2 separate regions of the Rattus norvegicus genome follow, and region 1 is linked to region 2. Evidence: chromatin contacts called from public Hi-C data. All regions are on one chromosome and are shown on one strand. Each heading gives the region's core, a stretch centred on a gene start, on an enhancer-like site or on the middle of the called end of the contact. The rest is flanking DNA. Distances are from core to core; before and after follow the strand shown.

Region 1 (5,230 bases), core at 302-2,801, 300 kb after region 2:
GTAGATTCAAATGTTACCAAAAGACAAAACAAGATTATAATGAGCTCCTGGGTGTCAAATAATAAAATCATAGCCAATCTGTTCCCAAGAGACAACACCCTCACCAAAATTTTAGTACCACCTGTTGTACAGTAGTTTCCTGATTTGCTCTGTACAACCTAGAGGGAAGCTCATCAGGATTCCTGATGTTCTAAAAGAGGTTCCTTAAGACTAAGGGTAGAAACAACTCAGAAGCTCCAGGAAGTCCCTGAAACCGACCGGATGCACTAGCTCCTCTCTACCAAGCTTATATAAACAGGAAGGACTGCTGAGAGACATTCTAAGGCAAGAAGAACTGCCTGCAAGAGGCTTGAACTAGATATACTGCCTAGAAAAGGCAGAGATCAGATAAGCTGCCAGGAAGAGATATCCTCTAATCTGTTGAACTACTTGCCTGCTATACAGTGTGCTCCAGGTTTCCAGTTTTCATGAGCTGTCACACACACTGGGTGGGCTTAGATGATGGTAGCTAGCTGTCTTTGAGTCATTTGTGCTCCTGCAAGCAACCCTTTGCCCATATTCCTGCAAGTAACTCCAATAGAATGCATGGGTTCACCAAGTTTGGACTTTGGTGGTATCCACACTTCAGTCTGTCATGGGTTCCCTATGTGAGGGAAGTAGGTACTTGTTCATGTCCTCTCCAGGGATAGTGCAAACACCAACAACACAACCTCAGAACCGAGAAGGTACGCATTAGCATCATGGAGGTCTACCCAGTTCACTAAGACTTTGTCTGTACCCAGATTCCTGGAGGATCCTTTGGTTTTTTTTTTTGTTTGTTTGTTTGTTTTTGTTTTTTTTGTTGTTGTTGTTTTTTATGAGACTTAAGCTGGAGGCTTGAATTCTCTCACTTAGCTGGATGACTTGGGCATGGTATTCATATGCCTCTCTGAGTACTAATGTTACTTCATGTGGTTGCCATGAAGATGAAAATTCTTCCTGCAGAATTTTGCCTAGGCCAACGAAGAGGTATCTTGACTATTTCTCCCAGGACTGGAATTCAGTGAAGTGTTTAAATAAATTGTGAAGATTTAAAAGCTGGGTTTGAGTTATTTCTTTTGAGTTTCAGATTAGTTCTAGGAAAAGACAAGAACCAGGGAAAGTTTTTGCCCACCTTTTGCAGCGTTGGGGGCCAAACTTAGGGCCTCATGTATCCTTGGTCACCATCTATTACTAAGAAATAGTCCTGGCCGTGTGTGTGGTCAGCTTTCAAGCGTCACTCCGTGGTGCCTTTAGCATATGGTGGAAGCTGAAGACAGCCAGAATGAAACAAAGTCACTTTTAGAACACCACGTTTCTCCAAGGATACCCCTGGCTCTTGGTTTCTCTGTGCTTGTCAAGGGTCAGGTCTGCATTCCTGCATCGAATGAAGGACTCACACAGGAAACAGTGATGGAGGTTGACATCACTGGGTCACATGGTCTTTGCGGGGACCCTCTGCCTGCAGCAGCTATGACTTTCACTTGATTCATCGCTCACTGGCTTTGAATGGATGGCGTTCCCACATCACGCAGGACTTGCCACTGCCTTTCTGCCTCTGTAAGCCGCATGGGGGCAAAGGCCACGGCTGCTTTCTCACTGGTGTATTCTCAGCCCATCGCACAATGAAGAATTGTCGAATGGCTTATTTTTTTACTGGAAGCTGGATTTAGAAACTAGTTTCACCCTCACTTCACCCTAACCAGTAGTCCTTGCAAAGAATTCACAACGCATCATTTCAGTGTGTTGTGTGTGAAATTGACCTCCGTGTGCCCCGCCGGATGAGCTGTTCTAGGGGCGATGGGACAGAAGGGCTCAGATCAAGTTGGATCACTGGATGCTTAGATTGTATGGTGCAGTGAATAAATTTAAAGCACAATGAGATACAAGAGGAAAGAGACAGGACCTACGTTTTGGGTTAACAATACTTGGTTCTCTCTCCCTTCTTCCTCCTCCCCTCCCCCTCCCTCCCGCTCCCTCTCTTGACCTCTCACTCTCTCTCCTACCTATCTCCACCTCGGTCTCTAGCACTGTGATTGTTTTATCATCTTGATGGGATTCAGGATTATGGAGGAAACAGCCATGGGCAAGTCCGTGAGGGGTTGTCTACATCAGGTTAATTAAGGTGGTGGTGTCTTTCCTTGGACTGGGGTTACAGACTGAATGAAAAGGAGGCACAAGGTGAAAACCCCCACCCATCACTGTGTGCTTTCTGACTGTGGGTACCATGTGACCAGCTGCCTTGAGCTCCTGCCACCATGCTGGACCCTAAGACTGTGAGCCGTTATAAACTTGTCTGCGAATTACGTTTGTCGGGATATTTTACCAAAGCAACAGTAGCGAGTCCAGTCGTGAATTATCTCCAATCTCTGCCATGTCTCTTTCCTCATTGATTTCCCCCTTAGTGATGTGATGACTGTAAAAGCCGTATCTGAGGGAGAAGGAGAAGACCCAGTAGACAGAGGGATTCTGTGGCAACGGCACCTACTTTGCTTTAGAAATCTGCTCCCTTCTTTGGCGAAAGCACACCCGGGACTGGACACAAACAAGCTTCCTCTTGCTTTTGCTGTAGAATGTATTTGGGACCACAGAGGGCATCACCAAGTGACCGGCTCTCAGCCTAATGCAGATGTTTGCACCTTATAACACCGTCCCTTCCTCTTCCTGTACAGTGAGTGTACTCTGGTCTATCCTACCACATATTCTGTTTATTTTGTCTGTCTTTCTCAGTGAGGTTTACAGTGTTTCCTGAGCTCTACTTTGACACACCCTGCGCATTTTCCTTATGTCTCATGACCTTCTGGCTTGCTTCCTGCTTTTATTGACTTCTGTATCATAATTAACTACTATCAAATACAACATTATGACATAATACACTACTAAGACACCTACTGTGCACTGAGCATCGTGCTAAGCACTGACAGGTCCCACATGACTCCTCTGTAGACTTCCATGTTGACAATGATGTCTACAGCTCCATATGGTGGCTAACTGGGGCAATTACAATGAAAGCTGTGGGATCTGCAGATCTTGGATGGTCAGAGGAGTGTCTTAAGAAGGTGTCAACTGGGGGTTGGGGATTTGGCTCAGTGGTAGAGCGCTTGCCTAGCAAGCGCAAGGCCCTGGGTTCGATCCCCAGCTCCGAAAAAAAAAATAGAAAAAAAAAAAAAGGTGTCAACTGGTCAGAGACCTGGAAGAGAGCTCCAGAAATTTCTCCTAAATAAACACTAAGATGAAGTAGACCTTTTTTTCTTTGCCACCCCTCAGTTCTGAGTCAAAGTCCACCTTTTTCTCCTCCATCAGGTTAGAGAACACTCACCTGCTCTGGTCCTTCAAATGCGCAAACGTGTTTTATACAACAACAACAGCGAAAACACACCTATTGGCAAAGGACCGTGTGCAACAGCATTTAGGCTTATAAACGCCTCTAACAGGGACCAACAGCCTATAATTAGAATTTAACAATTCAAGAGAGGAGTAATGTGCACCCTGCGGGACAGATTGGAGTCTTTTTTCTTTAGTTCTGCAGGTTCGGTGGGCAGATTGGCCCCCGACTTGCCTCCTACAATAACTGTCCTACTGAGGTAAACATGTCACAAACAAGAACAATGAGATCACCAATAATATAACACTAATACTATAAACAAAAGAAACACCACCTTTGGCTCCAGTGGAATGAGAGACACAGTGCAGACCCACTCACAGAGCTTTTTTAAAAAAAACACCTCACAGCCTATGCTCAACAGTTTCCAGGGGCAATTTTCTAAAAACCCAGGTATGGGGAGAAATCTTTTCCTGGAATGTGCTTGATTTTGCACTTTTGGATGGCGCTTACACAGAGACAATGAATGTCATACAGCCCTCAGACACAGCTTCATCAAAGCTGTCTTTCTAAAACCTCAGGCTTTTCAAACTGCTAAGGCTCTGGGATCACAGGCCACACATCCTTGATACCGCTATCTTTCTGTATTTTGTTGAAGAATGAATGTTAGGGTGTAGATGTTTGGGGATGGCATGTTTCAAGCCCTTGATCTTACAGATGAGGAATGAGTGCCCAGAAGAATCACCTCAGAGGCACTGTGAAAACACACACATTCTTACACAACCACACAGAAACAGACCTGGACATCAGCAAGAGACCTGGCTGCTTTCTGATGGGCTTTGCGGTTCATGACTGCCACTACTCTAAGGAGCACTGCCCCATGGAATGAGACCCTGGACTGAATTAAGAGGGAGCTACGCACAACACTCCTCTGTGTGTGTCTTACCTGAGGATACAATGTGACTACCTTCCTCACACTCCTGCTGTCTTCCCAGCCCAGATGGACTGTGGGCAAAAATAAACCCTTCTTTCCATGAATTGTCTTGTCAGGTATTTTGTTGCAGCAATGAGAAACAAAACAAATGCAACATTTGTAACTTGGGTAGGGATCGATTTGTCTCTACAAGAGCAAAGGCGGAATCTGGGATCAGCTTCTAGAGAGACTAAAACCAAGACTAAGTTTACTGTGGAAATGGTTGAGGGACTTTATAACAGGAAAGCTGGTGTTGATTGCTTAGGACCTTGGAGCCAACCTAAGAACTGGTCCAGAGGAAAGAAGGCTTCAGTTGGATGATCCACTGACTTCAAGCTCAGCTGAGTCCCGGCACTGATGGCAGCATCCATCCATCCATCCATCCATCCATCCATCCATCCATCCATCCATCCATCCAGTCTCTGTTTTTTAACTCTCTCATGGTGACAAAACTGCTGCTCTAGGCTTGTGTCCTCCAAGGTGTAAGCCCTGAAATACAGCACTTGTTTCTGAACATTCCCAGGCGTCTCATGCTTCTGACTGTATTGAGCAGTTACATCTTATGTTCGTTAATCTGATTGTCAACTGGAAAGTCTCTAAAGTCGCTTAAGAAACAAACTCTGGGTGTGCCTGTGGGGGTTTCCATATTGGCCTGTTAGGAAGACCTACCCTGATGCAAGTGGCTTGATTCCAATTCCTTAGGCTTCAGTCCTGGAATGAATAAAGGCAAGAGGAGCTGAGCACCAGTACTCCTCCTCCTCCTCCTCCCCCCTCCCCTCCTCCTCCTCCTCCTCCTCCCCCTCCTCCTCCTTCCCCCCTCCCTTCCTCCCTCCTTCCCTCTCTCCCTCCCTCCCTTCCTCCCTCTCTCCCTCCCTCCCTCCTTCCCTCTCCCACCTCTCCTTCCCAACTGTAGGAGC
Region 2 (5,521 bases), core at 236-2,735:
TAACAAGTGGGACTGGTTTGGGGGACAGCTTCTGAAATGACCACGGGGACAGCCAGCTGCTGGAACGCTTGGAAGGTGGGAGGTCCTGCCCAGCTTCAAGACAACATGTATTACGCTGAAACTCAAAAACTGGGCTCTCTCTTTGAACTGGGATTAAAGCCACACTGTGTCTCATATTATTGTCTCTGAATAAAATCTAATCCTCCTATAAAATGACCTTGACCTGAACAGCCACTTCCTTCTGCTTGAGTTCCTGCTTAGACAGGCTCATCCAGAACCAAGCTCCTCAACCACAATCAGGGAGGAGAGCTATGGCTAGCTGGCCAGATGGTTATTACTGGTACTCTCGGAACCCGTGCTCCTTTGGGGGGTCTGCTTGTCTCCTCCTACAGCCTGGACAGGCAGCTCGTTTTGCCCTGCTAGGTTCAAAGGCATCTTCAACTACTGAACATGGACTTACTTGACTGGCTTTGCCCTGAATGAACCCCAGGCAAGAGTCATCTCTGTGCCTCACTGCCCCCAATGTGCACAATGTGTGTGTGTGTGCGCGCACACACCACACACACACACACACACACACACACAGACACACACACACACAGACACACACACACACACACACACACACCAGAGACAAACAGCTCTCAGCTCACCCTCCAGTCTGGGGTGGTCCCCAAAAATAGGCTTCTGTCATTTAATCCACTGGGACAGCAACTTAGAGAATTAGCTTGAACATTAAATAGCTCATTAGGTGGATGGCAAGAGGTATGGATTCAAATTCAACCTTTCCACATCCAGCTGCGTGACGTGAGCAAACGCACATGGACACACAGACACAGACACAGACACAGACACAGACACACACACACACACACACACACACACACACACACACACACACATTGTTCCTCTGCCCTTACAAAGTTTGATTTACAGGGAGAGGAACAAGAGGCCTCTGAACACATCAGCCTCTCACCTCTGAGAAATGCTCACACTGAGAGTACCGATGAGCCCTCCTCACCCACCCTGGCTCTACACCTGGTGAACCCTCCTGTGCTTCCCTGTCTCATTATGACAATGGACTGCAAGTTCCAGAAGGGAGTGGCAGGATGTTCTGAGTGCTTCCCATGGAGCAGGGTCACAGAGTCAGTTTGCAGATGAGTTAGTTTTCTCCTTCCTTTCTGAAAGACATAACTTACCTGAACCACTTGGTATTTAGAATCTATTGGGAGATACAACAATGGTGGGGGATGATCTTTCATTTCTCTGGCTTGGTTTCCCCCAACCAAGCCAGAGAAATGAAAGTTCGGCCCCTTATGAACTCCACTTCCTGCTACAGCTCTCCCTCCACGCACCCACCATGGGGAAAGGAAAACCGGCCCTGGGGCTGACTGGATTTCTTCTCACAGTGGTGTGGGCTGTAGCTACAGCTGCCCCTGGCGTCAGTGCTAGCCAAGTACATTCTCCCCAGTGATGAGGTGGCCTTAAGAGAGAAACAAAAGCTTTCTGTGCCAGCCTCAGCCTTCCCACCTACTCACCCCGGTTCTGGGAGTTGACAGCCAGCAGTTTTCCTAGATTTGTGGGACAACTCAAAGAGACTTAAGTACGTCACCAAGGCTGTCACAAATGGATTAGGTGTAGTGGTCTCTTCTGTCTCACTCAGTGCTTAAGCCCTGCTGAGTCCCAGGAACAGAAGTCTCAACTTGGCATGAAGCCCTGGCAACCCTTATTGAGAACTGAGCTGCCCAACTCTTTCTGGCTTTATGAAAAGCATCCAGTGCCCATAGGTACCTGGGAGCATTCAGAATTCATTCATATTCATATTCTCTCTCTCTCTCTCTCTCTCTCTCTCTCTCTCTCCATTTGGATGCCAACAGTTACCCTGAGGTGCCTTGTGCTGTGTCCCCCAGACAGAGTCTCTCTCAGCTAGAGGAAATGGGACAATTTCAGAGCAAGTCTCATTGGCGACCCTGGGTTCTCTGGGCTCCGTGATGCTGTCACCTTACAGGTCTCTGATCTGTGCCAATATTTTCTCCATTCAAACGAAAGCTCTCATCAGCAGCCTTTCAAAATGCAAACAGCAAAGGTGGTGTCCAAAGACGGCACCCTTATAATTTCTCCTCTCCCCTCCAGTGCTCTATAACTGAGTGGGGGCTGGGTGAGAGGCGAGGTGAGCCTGCCGAGGAGCTTTTTGCGACCTGCCTGCAATCTGTTTTGACTTTTCTCTCTGTGTTGCAGAAGCATATGATTCACAGTTAAATTCAACCAAATAAACAAGCTCCGTTTTCAGGTTCTGTAAAACCTACAATTTTGGGAAGGCTGATGTGGTTGACACTAAATTGATTTCAACGTGTCCCATTTCTGGTCTAATGCTGGGCTCCTTTGAGCAAGAACAAATGTCCTCCTCATGATGGCTTCACTCTACCTGAATAGACTCGGTATAAACACACAGGAAGCACAGGCATCCAGATTAATTTTCTTTTTCTTTTTAAGATAAGAAAATATGGGGTGTTTTACTTTTCAAAGATTAATTTCCCACAGAGTTTTATAGTGTGCCAGGGTAAGGCTTTCATATGTTAAACAGTCATCCGGCACCCAGAAAGCTCAGGTGGTGATGGTTTGTTTTGTTTTGTTTCCCTCTTCCTATTTTTCCTGTGTGCATGAGACTCAGGTTGATGCTGGGAATCATTCTTGATCATCCTTTCACCGTATTCATTAAGACGGGGTCTCACCACCAAACCCAGACCTCTCCAAATGGCTAGTCTACTCAACAGCTTACTCGGGAGATCAGTCTTTGCCTTCTGAGGCTAGACAGGAAGGTTGTACACCTACCTCTCAGCACCCGCATGACTTCGGAGGATCGAACCCCCAACTCCTATACTCGCTCACCAGCTGGCTTTACCTTCTAAACCCCAGCCCCAGCCCCAGCCCCAGCCCCAGCCCCAGCCCCAGCCCCTGCCCCAGCCCCAGCCCCAGCCCCAGCCCCTGCCCCAGCCCCAGCCCCAGCCCCAGCCCCAGCCCCAGCCCCAGGCCCAGGCCCAGGCCCTGTGCCAGCCTCAGCCCCAGGCCCTGCTCCAACCTGAGCCCCAGCCTCTGCCCCTGCCCCAGCCTCAGTCCCTCCCTCTGCTGCTGCCCCAGCCCCAGTCCCAGCTCCTGCCCCTGCCCCAGGCCCAGGCCTAGCTTCAGCTTCAGCCCCAGGGCATCCATTTCACCCCCAACAACCTGCAGAGACCAAAAGGCATCTTGGGTGTAAAGCTCAACAGAAGGTTGGTGAGTGAACCCTGAGCATCTGAACGCCCACTCAAAAGCCAACAGTCCGCTTGACTCAGGATGACACGAGCTCTGAAGGACACAACCACCGCAGAAATGAACGGCATGGAGGAAAAGTGTATTTCTCAGAGGAATCTAGTCTGCATTGAGTGTGAAAGTTCTGTGGAAAACGTCATGGGATTGTGCTAAAATATCATTCACCATAGGCGAGCTGGGAACAGCAGCTCAGTAGCAGAGCATTTGCCTGGCACATAGGAAGCCCTGGGCTCAGCTCTCCCCACCCCCACCCCCAGCCCAGCATCATGAGAAGCGAAACAAACAGGCGAACAGTAATGAGATTTAATAAAAAGCAAAATGGGAGGAATAATGGTGGATACAGAAACTTATAAAAAGCCAAATACGGGGTGGTTGCCTCTCCTGTGGCAAGTGAGTTGCTTCTGACAACCACTGTGGTTTTGCAAAGATCTCGCTGGGGTGAAGGGGGCACTAATGATTACTATTTTCCACATGACAAAGTGTGCAGCCTCCGGTTGCTCTACGCCAGCAACCTGTACAAATACTTCAAAGTGAAAAGGTATCTTTATAATAATACATATATATGTATGTGTGTACATACGTGTGTGTATATGTGTGCATATATGTTGTGTATATATATATATATATATATATATATATATATATATATATATATATATCTGTCCAGGTGTGGTAGTACAGACTATAATCCTGCCATTCAGGCAGCTGAATTGGGAGGATCAAGAGCTGGAGGCCAGCCTGGGCTGCGTAGTAAGAGCTGCCTCAAAAGAAAGATTAGTTCCCACCTTTCTGTTCAAAGTACAACTGCTCAGAGTTGTAGCCCTGAAGAGTCACATCTATGCTGGCCCCAAGACTAGCCAGGGTTGTCTGTCTCCAGGACGTGGTGGTAGTGTCATCACCAAGACAACCAGTAACTGGAAGGGTCATAGCACAACAGTATAACTAGCAATTCAGAAGAGCCCACATGGGGGAGAGGCAGGCCCACATGGGGGAGGGGCCTTCTGCCTAAGAAGTCACAAAAATACCATTTAAAACTGTAAAGTCACATTTTCATCTATTTGTTTTGGGTGGGGAGAGTACACGTGCCACAGGATGTGGAGGGAGAGACATTCAGCCAGACTCACTCTTCTCGTTCTACCACTTGGGACCTTGGGATTGAACTCAGGTCATCATACTTGGTGCAAGATGCCTGTGGTGGCTTGAATAGGTTTAGCCCAGGGAGTGGCACTATTTGGAGGTGTGGCCTTGTTGGAGTAGGTGTGTCTGTCACAGTGGGTGTGTCACTTTAAGACCATCACCCTAGCTGCCTGAAAGCCAGTCTCCTCCTAGCAGCCTTCACATGGAGATGTAGAACTCTCAGCTCTTTCTGCACCATGCCTGCCTAGATGCTGCCATGTTCCTGCCTTGATGACGATGACTGATCCTCTGAACCTGTAAGCCGGCCCCAGTTATAAGAGTTGCCTTGGTCATGGTGTCTCTTCACAGGAGTAAAACCCTAACTGAGACAGCGCCTTTACCCACTGAGTCTTCTTGCCAGCACCTGAAACAGTGCTTTTAATGGGACTGCCAGGATCACCCAAGAGACGGGACACTACTAGAGAACTTTCTGGAGCTATTATAGAGCTCTTCTTGGCTGCAGTCTACAGATGCCACTCCTGTGACATCAGCAGTGGTCCCGTGCAATGCCTGTCTAGTTAAGAAGCACAAGAGAAAAGCTGTTACAATAGAGCGTGTGATGAAAACCTCTTAAGGGTTTGTAGGGCTGGGACAAACAGACAGGTGTGCTCACCCGGGTGCACACTGGCAGGCCCCGTCTTTCGGGGCACCAATCAGGCAATATCCATCCACTTGTAAAATCCACCAAACCACCCATTTCACCTCTAGGAAGCTGGCTTACACAACTACTTGGACACACATGTTTAGTCAATTCTTTTCCATCTCCGTCCTCGGAGAAAACATTCGGGCACAAACTCCGTTTCCACAAGACGAGGAGTTAAAGGTTCATGTGTTATGCTGTGCCCACAGGTGCACGCTGACAGAATGAACACAGCAGCTCTAAGCAGAGGGTTCCAGGACATGCTGCTGGGCACACGTGTCAGTGGGACACTGTACAAAGGCTACACGGTCAAGGTGGAGCGGTACGGTCAGCAGAAAGAACATGAGCAGGTGGCTAAGTAATTCCTCAAAGAGAGGAGAGAGTGTTCAACACTCAGCT

What was found. Hi-C and Micro-C count contacts between places; a contact is called where the count stands out from the background.
Region 1: a Hi-C map of Schwann cells shows a contact between it and region 2, with 9 times the contacts expected there. The contact joins two enhancer-like sites. A contact is called at or near these places in 10 of 12 Hi-C or Micro-C datasets (the A7r5 cell line, Schwann cells, frontal cortex and 6 more) and 1 of 1 datasets of contacts at active chromatin or transcription factors (oligodendrocytes).

Annotation. Positions count from the first base shown.
Region 1 is chr1:268,345,875-268,351,104 of GRCr8, forward strand. No RefSeq gene overlaps it. Among named protein-coding and RNA genes, the nearest start is that of Kcnk18, 12 kb to the right of the region's middle. Within about 2 kb of position 1,552, at least 1 of the 93 cell types and tissues checked has an H3K27ac peak or open chromatin away from gene starts, as enhancers often do. A contact at or near this core is called in Schwann cells, where this site is marked.
Region 2 is chr1:268,048,541-268,054,061 of GRCr8, forward strand. It overlaps a transcript of Hspa12a not described here. Among named protein-coding and RNA genes, the nearest start is that of Eno4, 31 kb to the right of the region's middle. Within about 2 kb of position 1,486, at least 1 of the 93 cell types and tissues checked has an H3K27ac peak or open chromatin away from gene starts, as enhancers often do. A contact at or near this core is called in Schwann cells, where this site is marked.